4 separate regions of the Sus scrofa genome follow, and all the other regions are linked to region 4. Evidence: chromatin contacts called from public Hi-C, HiChIP or PLAC-seq and promoter capture Hi-C data. All regions are on one chromosome and are shown on one strand. The core of a region is the stretch at or near the end of the contact, and the rest is flanking DNA. Distances in the headings are between cores, read along the strand shown. Region 1 holds the start of NEK9 (serine/threonine-protein kinase Nek9). Region 2 holds the start of TMED10 (transmembrane emp24 domain-containing protein 10). Region 3 holds the start of GPATCH2L (G-patch domain containing 2 like). Region 4 holds the start of TTLL5 (tubulin polyglutamylase TTLL5).

Evidence for each region. Promoter capture Hi-C pulls out the DNA fragments that hold promoters and counts their contacts. Hi-C and Micro-C count contacts between places; a contact is called where the count stands out from the background. HiChIP or PLAC-seq counts read pairs in DNA pulled down with a chosen protein or histone mark.
Region 1: a promoter capture Hi-C map of fetal liver shows a contact between it and region 4, with 2.3 times the contacts expected there. The contact joins the promoter of NEK9 here to the promoter of TTLL5 in region 4. A contact is called at or near these places in 1 of 5 promoter capture datasets (fetal liver), 1 of 47 Hi-C or Micro-C datasets (mesenteric adipose tissue) and 1 of 2 datasets of contacts at active chromatin or transcription factors (alveolar macrophages).
Region 2: an H3K27ac HiChIP or PLAC-seq map of alveolar macrophages shows a contact between it and region 4. The contact joins the promoter of TMED10 here to the promoter of TTLL5 in region 4. A contact is called at or near these places in 1 of 47 Hi-C or Micro-C datasets (heart right ventricle) and 1 of 2 datasets of contacts at active chromatin or transcription factors (alveolar macrophages).
Region 3: a Hi-C map of liver shows a contact between it and region 4, with 6 times the contacts expected there. The contact joins the promoter of GPATCH2L here to the promoter of TTLL5 in region 4. A contact is called at or near these places in 1 of 5 promoter capture datasets (fetal liver) and 2 of 47 Hi-C or Micro-C datasets (liver and skeletal muscle).

Annotation. Positions count from the first base shown.
Region 1 is chr7:98,320,782-98,323,481 of Sscrofa11.1, reverse strand. It overlaps NEK9 (serine/threonine-protein kinase Nek9), which reads left to right and starts at 1,410. Exons shown (of 22, transcript XM_003356752.4): 1 at 1,410-1,783. The coding sequence starts at 1,565.
Region 2 is chr7:98,361,272-98,363,971 of Sscrofa11.1, reverse strand. TMED10 (transmembrane emp24 domain-containing protein 10) reads left to right here and starts at 1,320. Exons shown (of 5, transcript XM_001926711.5): 1 at 1,320-1,625. The coding sequence starts at 1,401.
Region 3 is chr7:99,324,247-99,326,946 of Sscrofa11.1, reverse strand. GPATCH2L (G-patch domain containing 2 like) reads right to left here and starts at 1,365. Exons shown (of 10, transcript NM_001243404.1): 1 at 1,297-1,365.
Region 4 is chr7:98,820,976-98,823,675 of Sscrofa11.1, reverse strand. TTLL5 (tubulin polyglutamylase TTLL5) reads right to left here and starts at 1,338. Exons shown (of 32, transcript XM_021099539.1): 1 at 1,201-1,338. It also overlaps a transcript of C7H14orf1 not described here.

The DNA.
Region 1 (2,700 bases), core at 161-2,660, 500 kb after region 4:
ATATAAAGTAACCATATTGTTTATTGTCTGAGCTGGGCACGTGAGCAAAAGGAGACTATTATGCTAGAGGAAAAGGTACAAATTGTGACTTGCCCCAGCAAACCGGGACATATAGTCACAAAAATAATACACTCCCCTGCTTAAAAATCTCCAATTTTCCACTGCCATGTTGCTGGCTTTGGCTCCCTCACTAGCTGTGTAACACAGCAGGTTACTTAACCCCTCTCAGTTCCTTCTGTATGCTACGAGGATTAAATGGGATGATACATGAAAAGAAAACCTTTAGCAGAGTTCCCGTCGTGGCTCAGTGGTTAACGAATCAGACTAGGAACCATGAGGTTTTGGGTTCGATCCCTGGCCTTGCTCAGTGGGTCAAGGATCCGGCTTTGCCGTGAGCTGTGGTGTAGGTTACAGACTCGGTTCGGATCCCGCGTTGCTGTGGCTCTGACGTAGGCCAGCGGCTGCAGCTCAGATTGAACCCCAAGCCTGGGAACCTCCATATGCCACGGGAGCAGCCCAAGAAATGGCAAAAACAAAAACAACAACAACAACAACAAAAACCTTTAGCATAGTGCCAGGAACATAATAAATGTTAGCTGTTACCTCTGTAGGTCATATTGCCACAACCTTACAATTGAAAGACAACCTCATAGTCCCACAACTTTACGACTGAAAGACAACCTTGGAGATGTAACTTGCCCACGGTCACAAAACGGATGGAACATGTTTCCACTCTATCACAATTTTCTTAGTGACTTGAGAGCAGGAAGCATCTCTTTGCAGATCCCCACCTCCAAATGCAGTATCTTGCACCTGGTGTTCGAAGAATCGCGGGACTAGATGGGCAAAGATTTTTAAAGACATGGAAGAATGTGAAATCTGAAAAAGAGGGGGAGATTGTCATGATAGTTGACTTAAAACACCTAGAATTGTGTGGAAAAGGGAAGGACCCAGGGTAGTTCTGGAAGAAGTAACCGGTGCACTGACTGAGATGACAGGGTGGGGTGGGGGTGGGGGGGCAAGTATTTCTGCTTATCTTTACTCTTCGTGTGTCTTTACTATAACCTCTTTCTAAACAAAGGGCGCTATCTGACGTTGAAAGAGACTGCTTCCCCAGCCACTGCCGTTGAAATAGGTCTGTGGCCAAGATGAGACTGAACAACCTTTGCACCTCAAAACTGTCTGGGGACCTGGCCAGGGCTCAGCCGAGGGGTCTTTAGACCGGTCGGTGATGTCCCTGCCCCTGCCAGAGCCCTTTGGCTCCATGCAGCCCCCACGAAGTGCTACCAACTCCGCCCGAGGCCTCGTTTTCCTCACAACCGGGAAGGAGAGAAGTCTTGGCCCCGAGGCTAAGCGAGCTGGCGGGCGAAGGCGGAGGAAACCCCCGCCGGGCCGGAAGCACCCGCAGCTGCTTCCGGGTCAGGGGGGAAGGAGCCACCATGGAGCCTCGCGGGGTGGCGGGGCTGGCGAAGCCGCGGGTCGGTGTCTGAAGCGGGAGCGGCGCAGCGCCGCCAGCACCGCCGGGGACACGCAGGCCGGTCCCGCCGCCGCCGCCGCCGCCGCCATGTCGGTGCTGGGCGAGTACGAGCGACACTGCGATTCCCTCAACTCGGACTTTGGGAGCGAGTCGGGGGGTGGCGGGGACGCGGGCCCGGGGCCCAACGCGGGTCCGGGGCCGCGAGCCGGCGGCGGCGCGGCGGAGCAGGAGGAGCTGCACTACATCCCCATCCGCGTCCTGGGACGCGGCGCCTTCGGGGAAGCCACGCTGTACCGCCGCACCGAGGTAGCCGCCCCCGTCCCGCCTGCGCGGCCCGGCTCTCCCCGCGCCTCGTCCTTACTTAGTGTCAGGGCGCCCGCAGTTATGTGTCTCGGGGTCCTCACCACTCGGCCACCTCACTTGCCCTCAGAGTTGGTTGGATCGCTGGTTTTACTAACTGGTCATTTTTTTTTTTTCTTAAACGCAAGTCATTGAACCTTCTCTAAGCCTTAGTTTCCCCATCTGTAAGTTGGAGTTAGTGGTAACTATCTGCCTTAAAAGTAATGTTTATTTTTTTAAGGTTGTTTTGAGAATCGAACGGGGATTCTTTCCAAATTGTATATTAAAATGGTATACGAGTGTTAGATCTCGTCAAAACTTCCTTCCCCTCTCATTCTGTACAGCTCTCCAAGGTCGGGGTGGAGAGGAGGGGATAGCTTCAAATTTCCCACATCCATGTCAACCCCGCTATCTTTGCCATAGCTTTGAGTTTAGATGTGAACATTGAGTTCGAGATTTTTCTCGAATGTCGCTGGGAAGATTGTCTTGTGTCGGTTTCTTCCTCATCCAGCAGCGTTTATGCATGGGATTTTTTTTTTTTTTTTTTTTTTTTTTTGGTGTATTCTAAGCCATTAGTTCTTAACTTTGCCAGGGATAAGGACTTCTTTGAGAATCTAATGTAAACATTGCCTCCCACCAATCCATTATTACACATATACACATCCATTGAAGAGATTCGTGGATTATTGATCCTCAGATTCAGAATGTGTACTGATTAAAACCCTGTAGTGGTGACTCTCCTTCCAAAAGCTAACCATAAACTCGATTTGATCACTAAAGGCTTAAAACTGTAGTCTTGGAATAGTTAAGCATCAATCAGAACCTTATGGGGTTGCTGAAGATGATTATCTGCAGTGCTGTTTTGTGTTCCAAGCTAGCATACT
Region 2 (2,700 bases), core at 71-2,570, 460 kb after region 4:
CCCCCACCCTCCCCAGGGAAAAAGCTAATGGCCAATGCAAATTACCAGGGTGTTCTGAATAAATTACCATCGGTATCTTAGATGAGGGATAAAATAGTCAAACTAAATGTTCCTAAGTGGACACCTCATAAAATAATTATTATATGACATTTGTCAAATTTTAAAATGCTTTACAGCTCTTTTGTTTGTTCTTGTTTTGTTTGTGGGATTTCAGTTCCAGGAAATAGTCTGAAAGGAGTTATAAACACAGAACAACTGTTTAATTTGTTAAAAGCATACAGTCCATCTTCTTGGTATTTCTGTAGATGCTCAATAAACATGAATCAAAGTAGATAATTCTAAACATAGGCTGATGAGTACTTTTTCAACTTCCTACTTTCTTCAGCTCTGAATATTTTATAGCATCCCCCTAATGGTTTGTTGACTCAATAAACATGTCAGTAGGCATGCATGGGATAGTGTCTGGCACATAGTAGGTAGTCAATAAATATTTGTTAAACAAAAGCATGCATGATTACCATGTAGGTTTCCTTACTACGGACTTGCCAATTTGATCCCTAAAGTGTTTTAAACATTTAAAACACATCAATACTTGGCTTCCCTGGACAATGCTTATCTGGTAAAACACATTAGGTCCATCTCCAACACTGGACTAAAAGCGTGTTTTATTCAATTTAAATACAGAATCCAAATTTAGTTTGAATACCACCTAGCATAGTAGGTGCTTAATGTCTGTTACATAAGATGCATATTCAGAAATCAGTTACTCCAGCCCAAATACCCCAGCTCAGGGGCATGAACTGGACGGTTCCAGCTCACATTCACCAGGCGACCTCTACTCCTTCTCTGAGGTTCTGGCTCCTGCTCGCTTAATAGCCAGATTGCAAATTTTCCTCGGCCTCTTGAGGTCTTCCTCTCGAGCGCTCAAAGTCCCAACGGTCACCACGTCACTGGGACGGCACCTACTCTGCCTGCATCTCCGCCCCCTCCGGGTGCTCTCCGGAGGTCGGAAGGCGGGCCCAGCAATTGGCATTGTGGCTGTTTCCTATTGGGGCTTAGTTGCTATGGTATCACAGACCATTAAAACTTCAGGGCACTACTTCCGGAATTTAAAGGAGAATTACTTCCAGGGCTGCCCATACTTGCTATGGCTGACTGAGCTTAACAAAAACGAAACTTTTCGGGGAAACGTCTGGGAAATCTCATTTAACCACGTTAATCTGTGAGTACGATATGTTATCATATCCCCACTTCCCTTTAAAAGACTTACTGTACATTTTTAATCTATTTGCCAGCCTCCAAAATGGCGCCGGCAGTATTGAAAGGTCAGAGGTGAGTTACGTGGGCCCTCCCGGTTCCGGCGCGATACAGGCCCACGGTGGTGAACAGTCTCCGGCACCATGTCTGGCTTGTCTGATCCACAAGCCCTGCGTGGCCCTTGCCCGCTAGCGTTGCTGCTTTTATTCCTGCTCGGCCCCAGCTCCGTCCTCACGATCTCCTTCCATCTGCCCGTTAATTCCCGCAAGTGCCTCCGCGAGGAGATCCACAAGGACCTGCTGGTGACGGGCGCGTACGAGATCACCGACCAGTCTGGGGGCGCTGGCGGCCCGCGCACCCACCTCAAGGTGCGACCGTCGGGGGCGAGGGGCGGGGAGGATACACCACAGGCGTCGGCGCGGTGGCGGAGAACCTGGGGAGTCTTGCAGATTGAGGTCTGGAGGGCGGCCTGGCCTCCCCGAGCGCTCGGGGCGAGCCGCCGAGACCGCCCCCTCATCCTCCTCGTTGGCGTTCGCTGGGCGGGGCTGGGCGCCAAAGCCGGGAACCCATTGAAGGGCCGCCAGGCCTTGGCGGATGTGGTGACAGTTGAGCTGCAGTGGCTTCGACTTTGGGTCGTTGTCGTGGCCCTATACCTGTTTTGGTCTTAAGTACCTTGAACTGTAACTTGGTTCTCCAAAGAAATCTATGGATGCCGAGTGTTTGTGGGGACCAGCATCCTAAGACACATTGATACCTGCAGGAAAATAATGGAAGCATTTAAGCGAGCTGTGAATAGTAAAAGCTGTTATTTCTTGAGCATTAGCCGTGTGTCAGGTTCTGTACTGTACATACATTTAGTTCGTACATTACCCTGTGTAGTAGGTACTATTGACCTCATTTTACACAATTGAGGCTCAGAAGTTGGAGAACAAACTGGTGATTCTTAGTTTAGGAGTTGAGTAAAGTGACGGAAAAGTGCTGCAATCTTAGACTCTCCTTGCCTTTTATTTGTAATTCCTGTGATTGATTCAAGTCCATTATTGGTCACGAAATGGTCTCAGTCTCTTGTACTTTTCTTTCCCGTACCCCAGAATCTGGACTTGGCCAAGTTTTGTGTAAATTTTAACTATACTCTTGGACAGCTATTACCAATTATGTCACTTTGGTCCCATATTGCAGTTAGAATGACCAGGCCTCCTCTTTGAAACCTTAACATGATTTGATATCTCTTAAGATTGGGTTTTGTTTTAGGTGGTTTTATTCATTTGCAGTAAGCATGTGGGGGTTTTGTTTGTTTGGCCTGCTGGGGCATGTGGAAGTTTCTGGGCCAGGGATCAAACCCTCCAGACAAAGCTGTAACAGAGCCACTGTAGTGACAACAGCTGGATCCTTAACCAGCTGTGCCACAAGGGAACCCCATATGGGGTTTTTTTTTGTTTGTTT
Region 3 (2,700 bases), core at 116-2,615, 500 kb before region 4:
CTTCCTATTTTTCAACTTATTCTTGTCAAACCATCATACTTCAGGGATCACTTCACAGGCAAACCTTCCAGATCCTGAGAGGAGGAGGAGTGATTTTCAATATGCCCTCTTAAAAGGAAATGTCTAATATATTTCATACATCTAATTAAATACATTTTAAATTAGCTCTTTTTCCTTAGCCCTTAAGTCCAATGTATTTCAAGATCATAATTTGAGTTTAAAACTCTGTGGCACCACTCTCAGACCGTATTTACCTTTCAACGGTTTACATTTTGCAAAGGACTTCCTAAAAATCTATTTTCATGCCAACCAATTCAAAGGCAGAAGGAGCAATAAGGGCACCTAGCTCCAAAACCACCAACCAAACGAAACTTCTCAGTGTAAAAAGCCACACTCATAAAATGACCAAGTCTCTTTAAGCAATAAGTAGTTTAAATCTCCATGACTGGGGTTTGGCGAACAACTGTCCCTAAAACCAAGCTATATAAGTGGGGGCGCACTTATCTAAATCTATTTCCCTGAAAAGAACTACTGCTTTAAAAACCACAGGCAGAAGTGTACAAACTTCAACTTGGAACTAAGTTACCGAACAACTTGCCAATCAAATGCCTGTGCAGGAGAATGCTTGCCTCAAAGGCTGCAATTAGAGCAGTAACAGAAGAACCCTGGAACTCCCAGCCCTCCCTGGATGCACAGTCCGATAAGACCCCCGAGACAGGCAAGCAGAAAAGGCTGTTTTCTCCGCCGCAAAGGAAGGATCTCGAAACTAGTAGAAGTAAAATGAGAGGCCGGGCCAGGGTCGGAGAGGGAGACGGGATTGGGGGAGGGAGCGTAGGAGGCAACTTCTCTTTTGGACTGACCCGGGTCAGGGGGTCAGCCCTTCTAGGGCAGAAACTGACAAAATGCAAATCCTGACGACTAGGGTCCCTCGGGGCTCAGGGGTCGCAACATGGCCACGTACGTGAGAAAAAGCGTGTTTCGAAGGACTACCCCCCACGCCCTGGCCCGCTCCCAAGGACGAGGGGGACTGCAGCTCGGGGCAACAAACCCTTTCGCTGTCGCCAGCCCCAAAGGGCCAGAAAGCAAAGAAGAGAGAAGGTGACTGTCGCCCCGGAGATGGCCCGACCTTCATCTCCCGAGATGGGCCCTGAAAAACAAGGCTCCGTCACCCTCGCCCCTCCCGCCGGCCTCCGCGGCTCCGCGGCGCCTCTGGACACTCAGCAGCGGCCCTGAGCCGGGATCCTCGCTGGCCCCGGCCTCCTGGGCCCCGACCCCCACACCTCCCCTCCCCCTCACCGGTTGCCGCAGCCACCTCCAACGGCCGCCGCTTTTGGGGCCGAGTCTCCCCGCCGGGGCTTCCCTCTCTGACCTCATTTCCGGTCTGGGCCGGAGGGGTGGGACGGGGGTAGAATGGGAGGGGCTGTCTGCGCGAGAGGGCCCGCCCCTGTCGAGCGTTTCCTGCCCGCGGCCGCGCCCACTTCCGCCCCACGAGGGTGGGGGTGGGGCAAGGAACCCGGAAGAAAGGCAAGGCGCAAGGAGGGGAGGCGGTCAGGGGGCAGGCAATTCATGGGGTGCCTATGGGGTGGAGGTGACGGTCTTGGGGAAGGGCCTACCCTGGCAGGCTTCATCTACCTTGAGGGCGTCAGGAAATTGGACGCTGGAGAGAGGTATCGGCCTCGCCCTTGCTCGCCTATCTACTTTATAAAAGGTGCCTGAAGTTAGGGAACCCTTCGGGTTGTATCCCCTTTGGCGGGGTAGCGTTATAGTGAGTTACTCAGACTACTAAAAACACACTTGCCTTGAGTAACAAAGCGAGTAAAATAGTCTTGGATTATAACTTGAAATATAAAAGTAATATCCATAGGCCAAACTGATATGTCAATTATTGATACAAATAAATTTATAAATGGGTAAGAAGAGATAAATATCTGGTGCAGAATTCCGAGAAATTTATATAGATACTCCTCCAGGCATGCATAATTCACGATTCTAAATGTGGACTCTGCAATGACTTCCTTCCGATGAGTACAATATGGAAAGGGGAGAGGGGAGTAACTTTATAGTGGAGAAACTAGATAAGCACTACTTCAGCTGGGTGATCAAGGTTCACATAAACAGTGATAAAACATGTCGATAGTATGTGGACTAGATCCCATATGAAGGAGAATGGCATTTTATCTCTACCGTACTTTCCTTCCACAGGTCACAACCCCAATCAAATCATAAAGGGAGAAATGGACAACTCCCAAGTAAGGGACCGTCTACAAAATGTCTAACCAGCATTTCTCATAATTGTCAAAATTTTCAAAGATAAGGAAAGTCTCAGAAACTGTCACAGCCAAGAGGAGTCTAAAGAGACATGACAACTAAATGTAATGAGATATCCTGATGGGATAACTGGAATAGAAAAAGGACATTAATAAAAATAAAGAAATCTGGACTTTTGTTAATGTTATCTCAACATTGGATCATTGGAACTGTGACAAATGTGCTATACTAATGTGAGATGTTAATAATAGAGGAAACAGTGTGGAGTATACAGGAACTGCCTATAGTGCCTTCAAAATATTTCTGTAAACCAAAAATTATTCTGAAATAAAAAGTTTTATTTTTAAATATGCACATGCCATTTGACCCACAAATTCTACCTCTACAAATTTTATTCTTTTAAAAAAATGGAAATGAACACAAAAATGTTAA
Region 4 (2,700 bases), core at 89-2,588:
CTTTCACAGAGCCTCACATATGCCGCACAAATCAAGATTTTTTTTCAAACATACTGTCTGTCCTCTATGTATCTGAAGAGCTGCTATTAAGTTTGAGTTTCTCACTTTTATTTTACACACTAAATCTAACGTGCACCAAAAGGATAGACTTACTTTACTTTTAGTTAAGTCTGAGGTAGGTGGCTGATAGCCTAAAAACATAGATTCCTTGCTAGAAAAACCTAACCTGGGTTAAAAATAAAAAGGCAAGTTTTAAGATCCTTGCAAATTATTTCCTTAGGCTCCATGACAAGTACAGGTAAAACAGCCTCATGTTTCTGCTAAAACAAATTCAATAGCTAAACCAAAGAATGAATACATTCTGCTCAATCAAGGTCATAAACAGCTGAGGAAAAAAAGAAAAAAAAAACTATCCTTCCAAACACTATCAAAAATTATTCTCCCTTACTAAAAATCACAAATTATGGTCTGAATATCAAACAGACATTAAAATCAGTATATTCCTAACTTAAAATATTTTAAATGGGGAAAAGACACACGTTCACTGTGTGTTTGAGAATGTAATAAAATTACAGATAAAGAAAATGAAAATGTTTGAATGGCCATAATCCCATTACTCAAGGAAAACCATTTAATATCAATCTTTCCAAACGTTATTTTCCTATGCATTAATATATGTGATAAGAACGTAAACAGGGCAAAAAATGCCAATCCCGACAATGATCCCTACACATCTTCAGCGAAATGGGCAATGTCTAACAACCTCAAAGGCGTTCTTCCGAGAATCCCCAACAGGATTTCTCAGTATTTCTCTAAATACTGGTAAGTCCCTTAAATTAAAACAAAACAAACTAGACCTCCAAGCGTGGAAGGGATGCCGACCTGTCCTAGGCTGCCAGGAGAGCAGGGAGAGACAGGGCAATCTGAAGAAGATTAAGGACACTCGCCTAAGGAGCGTCCTCGCCCGAAAGGGATCAGCCCCTCAGCCCCTCCTCCGACTCACCCCAATCCCAGATAGGTCCTCAGGCGCTCCCACACGGGAAGGACGCAGGCTACTCCGCCGCAGGGATTCAGCCCAGCGCGCCCGGAAGCCAACAGCTGCTCCCGGACTCTGCGAGGGAAGTGCAGCCGACCTGCGCCCGCCCAGACCCGGGAGTGCACCTCCCTCCGGCAGGGGAGTGCGCTGGCGCAGACATTTACCTGTTTCATCTTCCCATGGCTCGGGGCGGGCAGGCTGGGACAGCGCTCTGCGCCTGCCACCCTCCTTCTTCCCCAGCCGGGCTCAAGGCAGCCGCCGACAGCAGCTTCCCCGGTTACTACAACAACCAACCAGCAACCGCCCGCTCGGAGCCACTGCGCAGGCGCCCGCTACCCGGCGCGGACAGCCCTCGGCTTCGGGCGCGGGCAATTGTCGTCACTACTGTACAGCGCAAGCGCAGAGCCTTGATCGCCGCAGAGGACTTCTTTTTTCCGCTCTTTTTCCCTCCGCCCCTAAAGGATTGACTCAGAACCCGGGGCTCTTTCGCCACGCTCAATAGGATGGTTCACTGCTTCAGCAGCATAACCGGGGGTGAGGCTTGGGCAGCGACAACCGCTGATTGGCAGTAAAGAGGATCACGCCCCATCTCCTGCTAGAGCAGAACCAGAACAGCCAATCAGAGCAAGTACTGATGGAAACGACCCAATCCTGGAGCCGGGCTGAAGGTGGGGGCGGGGACAAGTGGCTCCGGTGGAATCGGTGTTGGAGCTGCCCTGGGGAATATCCTTTGCTGCTGCTGCTGCTGCTGCTGCTGCTGCAGCTGCAGTACTAGGGCCACATTTCTCCAGGTAAGGTGAATGTGGGGGAGGAGAGGTAGACATCTTTGTGGCATCTGAGAGGATCCGTAGAGTCCGGAAAAATGGGAGTGGGATAGAAGGAATACACCTGGGAGGCAATCTTCTGGGGGGAAAGAGGTTTCAGAGACCAAGAAAAGAGGGAGTTGGAAAGATGAAGTCTTGGTAGGTACAGAAGGCATGAGTGGATGAACCATTGAACGGCCACTATGAGCCTAGCACAGCGCAGGGAACCTTTACTTTCTCATGTAATTGTTGTGATAACCTTGGACGTAGGTATTTTTAATCTCCATTTTGCAGGTGAGGAAACCTAGGCTGTAAAGTGTAAATTACTTGCCCACGGTCACACAGCTGCTAAATGGTAGGGCCAGGAAAGGAACCTTTCACTCCCGACTCTGGTAAACACCACACTTTTGCTGGTCTGCACCAGGGCAAAATTTAAGAACAGATGCTGGATACTCTAGGAGGCCTCAAAAGCTTTAGGGAACTCGTGCTGAGCGGTTGGAAGAGCACTTCAGAAGAGTATTTGGGTCCTGCCTTCATCAGGTATCTGCTGGGGTTTCTAAGAGCTTCTGTGAAATGGGCATAAGTTGTGGCAAAGAGGCGGGCCATCCACACAACTTTTCTGACCCTGAGAGGAGAGAACCTGAGTCTCCTGTTGAAGGGGAGGTGGTGGTGCATATTTTTTCCCATGCTGTAACTACATGTGATTCCAGGAGAGCCCCATTCTCTCTGGACTTCGACAGAGTCCACTTTGGGGACCTATTTTCACCTAGCGATTCGTCCATTGACCCTTTCTTCTTTAGAGCTCTTAGATTGTTTTTTGGTCTTTCCCAGTGTCTTGAGCCATTGCTGACTTTAATATCT